2 separate regions of the Pan troglodytes genome follow, and region 2 is linked to region 1. The links are chromatin contacts, called in public Hi-C maps. All regions are on one chromosome and are shown on one strand. Each heading gives the region's core, a stretch centred on a gene start, on an enhancer-like site or on the middle of the called end of the contact. The rest is flanking DNA. Distances are from core to core; before and after follow the strand shown.

What was found. A called contact is a pair of places that touch in the nucleus more often than the background predicts.
Region 2: a contact with region 1 is called in a Hi-C map of induced pluripotent stem cells, with 2.7 times the contacts expected there. The contact joins the promoter of NHP2 here to the enhancer-like site in region 1. A contact is called at or near these places in 5 of 7 Hi-C or Micro-C datasets (blood, induced pluripotent stem cells, a lymphoblastoid cell line and 1 more), 1 of 1 datasets of contacts at active chromatin or transcription factors (stem cell-derived excitatory neurons) and 1 of 1 other capture datasets (stem cell-derived neural stem cells).

Annotation. Positions count from the first base shown.
Region 1 is chr4:175,549,913-175,555,837 of NHGRI_mPanTro3-v2.0_pri, forward strand. No RefSeq gene overlaps it. Among named protein-coding and RNA genes, the nearest start is that of N4BP3, 29 kb to the right of the region's middle. Within about 2 kb of position 1,944, at least 1 of the 24 cell types and tissues checked has an H3K27ac peak or open chromatin away from gene starts, as enhancers often do. A contact at or near this core is called in induced pluripotent stem cells, where this site is marked.
Region 2 is chr4:175,618,824-175,625,482 of NHGRI_mPanTro3-v2.0_pri, forward strand. NHP2 (NHP2 ribonucleoprotein) reads right to left here and starts at 3,252. Exons shown (of 4, transcript XM_009450278.5): 1 at 2,871-3,252; 2 at 2,704-2,773; 3 at 107-212. The coding sequence starts at 3,030.

The DNA of each region.
Region 1 (5,925 bases), core at 694-3,193:
TGCCACGTGGTGGAGTCCGGACTCCGCCTGGTTGAGACATCTGTGAGCAACACCAGGACACAAACCTCGTTCTGTCCGACTGTGGAAACGGCCGTTTCCACTGGCCCATCACTGAGTCACAGAAAAGGCACAGGCCCTACGAATGCCGACATCGCCTCCCATAAAACCTGACGGGGGAAGAGGAGGATCCAATTTTTGGTGTTAGAAAAATTGTAAATTGTAATGAACATGCTAGACAAGATGTTCCGGGGACAGGCACTTGGCAAGCGTTGTCCTGCAGGGGGTGCTATCCACTCAGCGACCCACAATAGCCCTGGGGCTGAGAGGTGGGGGCTGTTTCCAGCCCAGCTGAGTCTCACTTGCTGGGGGGTCATTTGCCAGGTATCTACTTGTTAAAATGCTTGCTTTGCTATGAGCCATCCCAGCGAGCTCAGACAAATAACACTGTTCTTCAAAATCACAAAAATATATGTAGCCTGCAAAACACACACAATCATTTCAGAAATACACCCCCATGCTGGGCGCAGCGGCTCATGCCTGTAATCCCAGCACTTTGGGAGGCCAAGATGGGCGGTTCACTTGAGCCCAGGAGTTCAAGACCAGCCTGGACAAAAAAGCAAGACCCTGTCTCTACAAAAATTTTTAAAAATTAGCCAGGCAGGGTGGTGCACACCTGGGTTAGTCCCAGCTACTCTGAAGGCTGAGGTACAAGGATCACTTGAGCCCGGGAAGTCAAGGCTGCAGTGAGTCAAGATTGTGCCACTGCACTCCAGCCTGGGCAACAGAGTGAGCCCTTGTCAAAATAAAGAGGCTAGGCGTGGTGGCTCATGACTGTAATCCCACCATGTTGGGAGGCTGAGGTTGATCACTTGAGCCCGAGAGTTCCAGATTAGACAAGATCTCGCTCTTTCACCCAGGCTGGAGTGCAGTGGTGCGATTTCAGCTCATTGCAGCCTTGACCTCCCAGGCTCAGGCAATTCTCCCACCTCAGCCTCCTGAGTAGCTGGGACTACATGTGTATGCCACTACGCCTGGCTAACTTTTTATTTTTATTTTTTGGTAGAGATGGGGGTCTTGCTTTGTTGCCCAGTCTGGTCTTGAATTGCTGGCCTCAAGCAATCTTCCTGCTTTGGCCTTGCTGAGATTACAGGCATGAGTCACCATATCTAGCATCATTTTCTTTTCTATTTGTATTTTTTTTTTGAGACAGGGTCTTGCTCTGTCACCCAGGCTGGAGTGCAGTGGCACAATCTTGGCTCACTGCAACCTCCGCCTCCCAGGTTGGATCGATTCTTGTCCCTCAGTCTCCCTAGTAGCTAGGATTACAGATGTGTGCCACCATGCCTGGCTAATTTTTGTATTTTTAATAGAGATGAGGTTTCACCATGACTGCCAGGCTGGTTTTGAACTCCCGGCCTCAAGTGATCTGCCTGCCTCAGCCTCCCAAAATGCTGAGACTCCAGGTGTGAGTCACCGCTCCCAGCTTCTTTTCTATTTGTATTCTATTTCAGGGTTGTTGGTTTTTTTTTTTTTTGGTTTAACTGCACTTTTTGAGTATGTAATTTAATGTTCATGATTCGAAAGTCAAAACCATATCAAAAGGTGAGCTCCGAGCATCTCCCTTTCCCATGGCACACGTGCATTTGCAGCGAGCATCTCCCTTTCCCATGGCACACGTGCATTTGCAGGAGCTGCCTCCACGCCTCCCAACTCCACTGCTCCGGCCTCCAGCCTGGCCCTCTTGGACACAGAGCTTGGACACCCAGGTTCCTGTCAGGACTGAAGTGGCCTAGAGCTGGCAGGGCCCCTAGAGGTCATCCACCATGCTTCTCCCTCCAGCAGACAGAAAGTGGATGTCAGACTTCTGGCCACCAGGGCAGGAGCAGAACTCAGGCGTGGCACTTCACAGTTCCAGAACCCTAGGGTCTCTCAGGCTGGAGTGGGGGTGGGGCACTCACCTTTATCCAGCTGCCTCTGCTAGTCAAGCAAAAGCACTGGGCAGGCTGTTTTCATGTAAATCCTCCTGACAACACTGGGAAGGAAGACACAGACACGTGGAAAGCTTCAAAGACCTAACTGGTCTGACCCAAACTCCTTGCTTTTCTGACACTGTATCACAAATAAAGTCTTCTCCTGCCATTCCCACCAATCAATTTCATCCTAAGTTCTTCGCTTACACCAGCAGCAGCATCTTCCAGGCTTCCAGGCCAGCAGTGGAGGAGTCATTTTTAGCTCTTCCTTCTCCTTCACCCTGGCATCCCATTTGTGGGCACAGAGCCCGGCCCTAGAGGGCTGGGAGAAACCGCAGAGGGCATCCAGTTCAGCTGCCCACGTAACACTTGGATTTTCTGTAAACATTTGTGGTGAAGCTGCTGCCCAGGCTCAGCCTAAACACGGCCCCCACCTCTGTGCGAGGGAGCTCGCCACTCCCTGACATGACCTGTTGCATCTTGAAACGGTTATGATGTTCAAAAGTCTGCCTCAGTTTGAGATTAAATCTGCCTCCCTGTTGCCTCCTCTCCTCGCTCCCTGCACGCACGTCCGCCGGTTCTAGTTTTTTGCGGGGGTGGCATAGAACCGATCTGACCTCTTCTCTATCTTAGCCCTTTGAATGAGAAAGCCGTGATCAAGCCCCCAGCGGGTAAATATTCCCCATTGCTCCAGCTGGTCCTCATATGACATAGTTTCAAATCACTAGACAGTCTAGTCCCTTCTCCAATCATGTGTCAGTTCATCTAAATTGGGTGTTGCAAACTCAATGCCTAAGGGGGCCAAGCAAGCGGCATCGGTGAGTGAGACGGGTGGAGCGTAGCAATACGGAGTGGTGGGGACTGCGGCCAAGAGGTGTTTCAGCCAATTGCTGCCACGCAGAAGTGAGGCCCTGCATCCCCAGATCCTCTCGTTTTCGAATAGGAATCAGTATAATTTGGGTTTGGATTTGAAATGTTCTGATTTTTTGAGTTGGTTATTAATTTTTCTTTTTTTTTTTTGAGACAGAGTCTCACTCTGTCACCCAGGCTGGAGTGCAGTGGTGCGATCTCGGCTCACTGCAACCTCTACCGCCCAGGTTCAAGCGATTCTCCTGCCTCAGCCTCCCATGTAGCTGGAACTACAGGCACGTGCCACCATGCCCACCTAATTTTTTGTATTTTTAGTAGAGACGGGGTTTCACCATGTTAGCCAGGATGGTCTCAATTAATTTTTCAAACACAACACACTATATGAATCAACACTGTGAAGCAAACAAAAACCTATGGGCACCATCCCAGCACTTTGGGAGGCCGAGGTGGGCAGATCACGAGGTCAGGAGATCGAGACCATCCTGGCTAACACGGTGAAACCCCGTCTCTACTCAAAATACAAAAAATTAGCCAGGCATGGTGGTGGGTTCCTGTAGTCCCAGCTACTCGGGAGGCTGAGGCAGGAGAATGGATGAACCCGGGAGGCGGAGCTTGCAGTGAGCCGAAATGGTGTCACTGCACTCCAGCCTGGGCGACAGAGCAAGACTCCGTCTCAAAAACAAACAACAAAACAAAACAAACCTATGGGCACCAGTGTGCAACCTCTGGTTTACTGGCATCTTAAAATGTGCTACATAAAATTTGCTGGGTGCTGGCCAGGGACAGTGGCTCATGCCTGTCATCCCAACACTTTGGGAGGCCAAGGCAGGCGGATTGCTTGAGTCCAGGAGCTTGAGACCAGCCTGGGCAACATGGCAAAACCCCATCTCTATTAAAAATACAAAAATTAGCCGGGTGTGGTGGCACTTGTCTGTAGTCCCAGCTACTTGGGAGGCTGAGGTGGGAGAATCACCTAAGCCAGGGAGGTTGAGGCTGCAGTGAGCAGAGATCACACCACTGCACACCTGCCTGGGCAACCAGAGTGAGACCCTGTCTCAAAAAGATAAATAAATAAAATTTGCTGGATGTGGTCACGTTGCCTGTGGTCACAGCTACTTGGGAGGCTGGGGTGGGAGGACAGATTGAGCACAGGACTTCCAAACCAACCCGCAGTGCCCTGACCAGCCAGCTGTCTCCCTCTCCCACCCCTCCTCCTCACCGAAGCCCAGGGCACCCTCATCACCCTGTTGTCAGCCCCTGCCCTAGGGACTTACTGTGGCCAGACCTCAATGCCAGGCCCGGCCCCTCCTGGAGAGCACGCAGGCCAGGGCCTTGTCTCACGCACCCGTTGGCTTCTCCCCTCCTTTCTCGCCCACTCCTCCACACTTTTGCTCAAGCCAAGCCTGCCTCAAGGTGCCTTCTTCCTCCCCTGCCCGCATCTTATGTCCTCTCTGAGGCCTTCCCTGGTGGCTAAGCCCACAGTGGTGTCCCTCACGTGCTTGGCCAGTACTACGTGTAAAATGGGGAGAATGACAGACCAAACTCAAAGAGTGTCTGAGGAATGAATGAGGGGACTCGGGTCAAGTGCTTGGAGTAGAAGCTGGCACACAGCAGTGCTTGATGAACATCAGAGCCATGCATTATTATTAATATCACTCTTAATATCCCATTTCATGCTGAATCCACATGCTGCCTGATGCTCTCTTTCACATTTGCTAATCACATCTCTCCAATTGAGTGAGGAAGCAGAAAGGACCCTGGAGGCAGAGACTGGTGGACCTGGATCTGAATTCCATGTTTCCCGTGTGTTACCCCAGGGAAGTCACATAACCTCTCTTGGCCTCTGTTTTCGAGTCTGTAAAACGGAGCTAATGAGTCCCCATCCTCAGAGCTGTGATAAGGATCTGATGAGGCAATGTCTGCGAAAGCTCTAAGTAAACTGGGAAGAAATGCTGTGAGAACGACCATTGCCGGGGAGGAAATTCCAGGCCAGCCATCGTATTGCTGGAGTCAAGGGCCAGGTGGTTTTGCTTTTGATCAGATCTAGAATGTCCACAAATGGCTAGTCTGTGCCAGACTTTTGAAGTATGAAGTACACTGTAAAGTCACCTCTAAACCTCTCCACTTGTCCCCTCCAGTCTGTCCCTGGATGCTCTCTGCACCAACTGGCCCTTTTCATTCTCTCCTGGTATCCCAGCCTCCTGACCTCCCTTCCCAGACTCTGCCCACTTAAGTCAATCTCTGCACTGTGGCCAGCATGATCTACCTTCCTGCAGCCCATTCACTCATTCGCTCACTCATACATTACACAATTGTTTATTCAGTTATTACCAGGTGTTCTGGAAATAAAACAGACCAAAATCCCTGCCCTGATGGGTTTTACATTCTAGCAAAATACAGACTTATTATGTAACCTCTGTGCTTTAAAAACTCAACTGGTTTTCCAATTATGCTGGAGTCAACAAAAGTCTTGGCCGGGCGCGGTGGCTCACGCCTGTAATCCCGGCACTTTGGGAGGCTGAGGTGGTCAGATCACGAGGTCAGGAGATCGAGACCATCCTGGTCAACATGGTGAAACCCCGTCTCCACTAAAAATACGAAAAGTAGCTGGGCGTGGTGGCACATGCCTGTAGTCCCAGCTACTCTGGAGACTGAGGCAGGAGAATTGCTTGAACCAGGGTGTCGGAGGTTGCAGTGTGCTGAGATTGCGGCACTGCACTCCAGCCTGGTGACAAAGCCAGACTCAGTCTCAGAAAAAAAAAAAAAAAAAAGTCTCGAGCGTAGCCTCCAGGACAGTTTGTGGTCAGCCTCTGCTCGCTTTCAGCTCCCTCCCCGCCTTCCCAGAAGGGAAGGCTGCCTTGGGCTCCAGGTGGGCCACGCCCCTTCAGACGCAGTGACCTTGCTTTGGCTGTTTTCGCAGTCTGGAAAGTCCTCTTTTGAGTTACAGGTTGCTGAATGTTTTCTCCGTAGAGGAGTTTCTTCTCAGTCTGGCCTGGTGGCCCAGGTCAGGGGCCTCTCCTCCCCTGAGGTCTGCAGACAGACAAGTCACCCGGAGGCTCCTGACAAGGACTCTGCTTGACCCAAT
Region 2 (6,659 bases), core at 2,002-4,501, 70 kb after region 1:
TGTCTTAGCTCCAACACTCCTGGCTCTTTCCCACACTCTCCTGCTATGGCAGACTATCCCAGACACCCCAGTGCTGAGCAAGGTCAGGGGGCCACGTGCTCCTTACCGTCTTAGAGGGGATATAGACATAGGGCAAATTTCGGTCCTCACACATGACTGGGAGATGGCAGTATACCTCAATGGGCAGTGTGTCTCCTGCCAAAACCATGATCCTGAAATGAGAGAAAACACTGTCATCTCTGGCTTGCTCCTTCCTTCTTTCAGTTTTAAGTGCTGCCCTGGGCTGGGTCTTAGGGATAGAGACAAAATTATGTTTGGTGAGCTCTTTGGGGGTGATCTCTACCTCTTGGCAACATACAGGTGCCACCAAAGTGATGTAGTGCTCGGACAGGTGAAGTACAGGATGGGTGCCAAGGTGTATGAGCTCAGCTCTCTTTGGAGAGTCAAAAAAGGGTTCAACCAGGAGGTGAAACTTGAACAGCACGCTGATGGATGTGTGTCAGGCAGCCCACGGAGGGGCTGGGGCGGGGGTAGAGCATGTGGTGCGAGAATCAGAACGGCACCAGACACAGCCGAGAGACTGGCAGGGGACACCCCCAAGACCTTGAGTACCAGGCTAAGAAGCATGGGCTCTGTCCCAAGAGTGACAGGCAATGAAAGCTTGCCAGAGACTCCTCAGCCAGGGTTCCTAGCTGGCCAGGTGTCAAGGCTGGGGGGCAAGGGCCTCAGGAGCCTAAGACACAGAAGGAAAAGTCTGCTCTCCCATGCTGGATAACAGGCGGACACACAAGGACAGAGCCCTCGGCTGAAAGAATGCTTCCGCACTCCTAGTGCTCCTCTGGGCCCTCTGCTGGCTCCCCTTCTGTTAAGCGCCTTTAACTGTGAGTGTTCCTCACAGCCTTGTCCTCGGCTGCCCTCTCCTCTCAGGACCTTCTTCCTGGCTGACCGGAGCCACTGCCATGGGGTCAGGTGCCATCTATGTGCTGAAAACTCCCAGATCTACTATCTCCAGCCTGGCCCTCTCTCTTCCATGCTCCAAACCCCTATAGCCATCTGCCTATTTGACAGTTCTCCTGGTGTGGGGAGGGGTGGAAGTCATGTGTCTCTACAGCACCTCAAAAACTTACCCGGAACCAAACTTGTGATCTTTCTACACAAATCTGGTCCCCCTCCACTGTTCACATCTCAGATTGGGCCCTCTGTCCCTCCAGCTGGGCATGTCAGAACCTAGAAGTCGTCAATACCTCCCCAATCTCCACATCTAAAAGTCCTTTCAAATCTGTCCCCTTTAACTCTGTCTCCACCATCACCTCTCCAGGACTACAGTAGTCTACTACCTGAACTTTCCCAAACCTACGCGTACCTCTCTAATCCTTTCTTCAATTGTCAGAAAAATCTTAGGGTGTAAAAAATAATAAAAATTATGTCACTTCCTGGCTTTAACCCCTAATAGCCTCCAAAGTGCTGAGTATAAAAACTAAATTTACTGTGGCCTACAATGCCCCCTAAGAAGGTAGCACTTCTGCTCACCAGACCCTCTCCTGCCCAGAGGCCCACTCTTTCTTCTGGCAGGATCCTCCCACCCCGCCCCCCCCAAATTAATCCCTGTGTCTTAAGAGCTCAGCTCAAATGTGACTGCTGAGGGAAACCCCCAGATGCGCCCTCCCCAGCTAGGTTAGATGCCGTTGAGCATCAGGTCTGCCCAACATTACTGATCTCTTGAGCACCTACAGTTTCACTTCTTGGGTTAAAGCAAGGAGGCCCTGTTCTGAAGGAGCTTACCATCTGGCCTGAGAGGGTGATAAAGGGAAGAAAAATGTAAACAAGGTTCAAACTTTGATAAATGCCATTAAGAAAAGTGGGGTGATGAAGTAATTATCATTGCACTCTGTTATTTTCCTTCATGGCTATCTATCACAACTGTAATTAGTTGTGTGTGTGTCATTATCTGATGAATGAATGTCACTGTTTCCCCCATAACACAGTGCCTGAAAAAGAGTACATTCAATTGTTAAGGCTGCCAGGCGCGGTGGCTCATGCCTGTAATCCCAACGCTTCGGGAGGCTGAGGCAGGAGGATTCCTTGAGCCCAGGAGTTCAAGACCAGCCCGGGCAACATGGCGAGACTCCTCTGTCTCTGCAAAACAACAATAACAACAGCCAGGCGTGGCCAAACCTGTGGTCTCAGCTATTCGGGAGGCTGAGGTGGGAGGATCGCTTGAGTCCAGGGGGACGAGGCTGCAGTGAGCTGTGATCGCACCATCGCACTCCAACCTGGGTGAGAGCTAGACCCATCTCAAAAACAAACAAAAACGTTAACGTTCAGTTCCTTAAATACAGAGCCGGCGAGGGGTCATCCCTAGGACTGAGATTCAGGGCTGAGAGGATTAGGGCGGGGGCCGGAGGTAATCTGAGGCAAGGAGCGGAGCCCGGGGAGGAGGGTCCCTGAATTAATGAAGGTGGGTCTACTCTACGGGACTTAGCTTACACAATTCGCTTCACTTTGGAATTCACTTGGAGCTGGTATACGTGGTGCACCGGTATTGTTGTACCGGTATTGTACCAAAGGGACTTTACCGACTGCTTGATTGGCTTCTGTATATGGGGCTAGGTCAGAGTTAACCTTTTTACTGCGCGCCTACTAAGTAGAGATTTCTCCGTTAACGTTTAGAAATGCAAAATCCAGAGGAAGGAAGGTTCTTACCCTTTTTCTCCTTTGTTGACAAATTTCTGAACCTCTTTCACCCCGCGCCGAATCTGCTTCTGCTTCACCGCTGCAACGACAGAAGAGTCGGTCGGGGGCCTCGCTCAGCCACCCGCGCACCCATCCCACCCGCGCACCCATCCCGGCCACGCCGCCGTCCGCCTCACCTTTCTTGATGCATTTGTAGAGCTTCCGCGTGAGGCGGCGAGAAGCCAGGGGCTGCGCGATGGGGTTCTGGTTGACCAGCAGCTCCTGGTAGGTGCGCTCCCCGGAACACGCCTCCGCCTGAGCCTCGGGCCCGTCGGGATCTGCCTTTATTTTGGTCATCGCAGCGGCCGCTGAAACCTAGTCCCAGGGAGGCGAGCCCACGCGGTCCACAGCTTTAGGCATCACTTCCAGGTCATCAGCTGCGCGAGAAGCCGCCGTACAACACGGCCAATCAGGAAAGGAAGTCTCCGACTCAGCCCAATCGTTGACGCCCAGCTTCGTAACTACGGAGAGCGGAGAGGGGCGGAGTCATGGTCCTTAAGGCGGGGCCATCCCCGGACCAAGGGACTGGGCGGAACCGATTAGGGCGGAGCGGAGGGAATGTGAGGCAAGGGGCGGAGCCCTGGGAATCGGGGCCGGAGAGGGCGGGGCTCTGGGTGCTGGAAAGGCTGCCTCCTTTTTTTTCTTTTTTGAGGCAGTTTCGCTCTTATTGCCCAGGCTGGAGTACAGTGGCGCAATCTCGACTCACTGCAACCTCCGCCTCCCGGGTTCAAGCGATTCTCCTACTTCAGCCTCCCGAGTAGCTGGGATTGCAGGCATGCGCCACCACGCCCAGATAATTTTGTATTTTTACTAGAGACAGGGTTTCTCCATGTTAGTCAGGCTGGTCTTGAACTCCTGACCTCAGGCGATCCGCCCGCCTCGGCCTCCCAAAGTGCTGGGATTACAGGCGTGAGCCACCGCGCCCGGCCTAAGGCTGCCTCCTTTCTTGCATAATTTTTCTTTGTTTTCTGACCCCTGGACCCGGCTGCGCAGGTGTGAAAGATACAGAGCAAGGAATGACCCCACTGACCTGCGTCGGCACCGCTTTTCCACAGATAGCGTGTGGCTCACTCTCATCCCGCAGGGTTCCGTTTCAGTGTTTCCCATGGGAGAGGTTTCCCTGGTGATTTTATCTAAAATTGCAGTCCCCTCTCTCTCCAAACCAGCATCCCTTCACCCGCTATTTTCCCGCAGTTCTTACCATTGCCTGACGCTACACATGCAGAGGGCCTAGCCGAGAAGCCAGCCGGGGCTGAGGGAAGGACGGCCCCAGCGAAGCCGGGAACAGCGGAGGGAAGGCTTTGGGGACTGAGCTCCCTGCCGTGCAGGGTGAGAGCTATGAGGAGCTGCCCTTTGGACGGGTCTGTAGAAGGTAAAGGGACAGAGATGCCAGGGCGTGGGGGGCGGTGGCAGGCCGAGAACCAGTGGATCTTGGTATCTCTGATTAGCCTCTTCCACTATATTTTGGAACTCTGGATGGATATTAATTAGATAATCGCTGCAAATTACTAATTTGTAATACTAATTACCTTTGATCCTGATGTGGCAGGCCTGCCATTTTTGTGTTGCTGGAACAGGCCAGTAAGTAGAAACTTAGAAGTGTTCTGGTAGTTGTGGGTGGGAGCATAGGTCAGTTAAACCAACTTAAAAATTGGCCTTTCCCGGGTGTGGTGACTCGTGCCTGTGGTTCCAGCTACCCGGGAGGCTGAGAGGGGGCTCGCTTGAGCCCAGAAGTTAGAGGCTTCAGTGAGCCATGACTGCACCTGTGAATAGCCACTGCACTCCAGTCTGGGCCACCCAGAAAAATCTTGTCTCTAAAACAAAACAACAACAAAAACCTTGTAACTCTGAACTAAAGTGCAATAAATTTTGTTTTGCATCAAATAAAAACAAATAGGCAGGGCGCGGTGCCTCACGCCTGTAATCCCAGCACTTTGGGAGGCCGAGGCGGGCAGATCATGAGGTCAGGAGATCGAGACCATCCTGGCTAACACGGTGAAACCCCCGTCTCTACTAAAAATCACTCTGTCCAGCAGAGTGATGGAGAATTTCATTCCTGAGAACCCAGTTCAAACAAATTCAAACAAATGGGCTCGCTTGACTGACCTCACTCAGAGCCTCGGTTGTGAAGTCCCTTCAGCTCTTACATGGAAGGAAAAAGAAAGTTAACATTTATGTGGCGAGCATATTATATACAATATCTCATTCAGTGCTCACCAAAAAATACCTCTATGGTAAAGGTAAAGACTTTACCATCCTTTTACCAGGAATATATAACTTTATATTCACAATTTACTGACACACATAAAGGTGAATAGTTTGGTACAGCTCACACAAAGCTGGATTTGAACCCAGGTCCACTTGTCTCCAAGCCCAGACTTTACCCATACCTGTGATTTGACATTTGACTTCAGCTCAAAAGGATATGTAAATAGTGAAAGTGTAGGAACCTCAGCTTGGCCCAGGTCACACGTGTCTGCATTTTGAGCCATAAGACAATGAAGCGCTGAGAACAAATATGTCTTCAGAAAACCACAGTGTTTTCTTTTTCTTTTTCTTTTTTTTTTTTTTTTTTGAGATGGAGTCTCGCACTTTGGCCCAGGCTGGAGTGCAGTGGCACCATCTCGGCTCACTGCAAGCTCCGCCTCCCAGGTTCACGCCATTCTCCTGCCTCAGCCTGCCAAGTAGCTGGGACTACAGGCACCCACCACCACGTCCGGCTAATTTTTTGTATTTTTAGTAGAGACAGGGTTTCACTAGGGTTTCACCGTGTTAGCCAGGACGGTCTCGATCTCCTGACCTCGTGATCTGCCCGCCTCGGCCTCCCAAAGTGCTGGGATTACAAGCGTGAGCCACCGCGCCTGGCCCCCTTTTTTTTTTTTTTAAGACAGAGTCTCCCTTTGTCACCCAGGCTGTGGCATGATCTCAGCTCACTGCAATATCTGCCTCCCAGGTTCAAGTGATCCTACTGCCTCAGCCTCCCAAGTAGCTGGGATTACAGGCACCCACCACCATGCCCAGCTAATTTTTGTATTTTTAGGAGAGATAGGGTTTTACCATGTTGGCCAGGCTGGCCTCGAACTCCTGACCTCAAGTGATCCACTCGCCTTGGCCTCCCAAAGTGTTGGGATTACAGATGTAAGCCACCGCACCTGGCCTGTTTTCTTTTTTTGTTGTTAACACACTGTGTATTTCTTATCTTTTTTTTTTTTCGAGACGGAGTCTCGCTCTGTCACCCAGGCTGGAGTATAGTGGCCCCATCTTGGCTCACTGCAAGCTCTGCCTCCTGGAATCACGCCATTCTCCTGCCTCAGCCTCCCGAGTAGCTGGGACTACTGGTGCCTGCCACTATGCCTAGCTAATTTTTGTTTGTTTGTTTGTTTGAGACAGAGTCTCACTCTGTCGCCCAGGCTGGAGTGCAGTGGCACGATCTTGGCTCACCACAACCTCCACCACCCGGGTTCAAGCGATTCTCCTGCCTCAGCCTCCCGAGTAGCTGGGATTACAGACACCTGCCACTGCACCCAGCTAATTTTTGTAGTTTTAGTAGAGACGGGGTTTCACCATCTTGGCCACGCTGGTCTTGAACTCATGACCTCATGATCCACCCGCCTCGGCCTCCCAAAGTGCTGGGATTACAGGTGTGAGCCACTGTGCCCGGCCACACCCAGCTAATTTTTTGTATTTTGAGTAGAGATGGGGTTTCACTGTGTTATTCAGGATGGTCTTGATCTCTGACCTTGTGATCTGCCTGCCTGGGCCTCCCAAAGTGCTGGGATTACAGGTGTGAGCCACCGCGCCCAGCCAACACATTGTGTATTTCTAAAGCCAGACTCAGAAATCTGTTCTGAACCGAGGTAGTTTTGCATGACTTTATTACTTTATGGATTTTGTTGGAATGGCTATTTGAGCTTACTTTTTTTTTT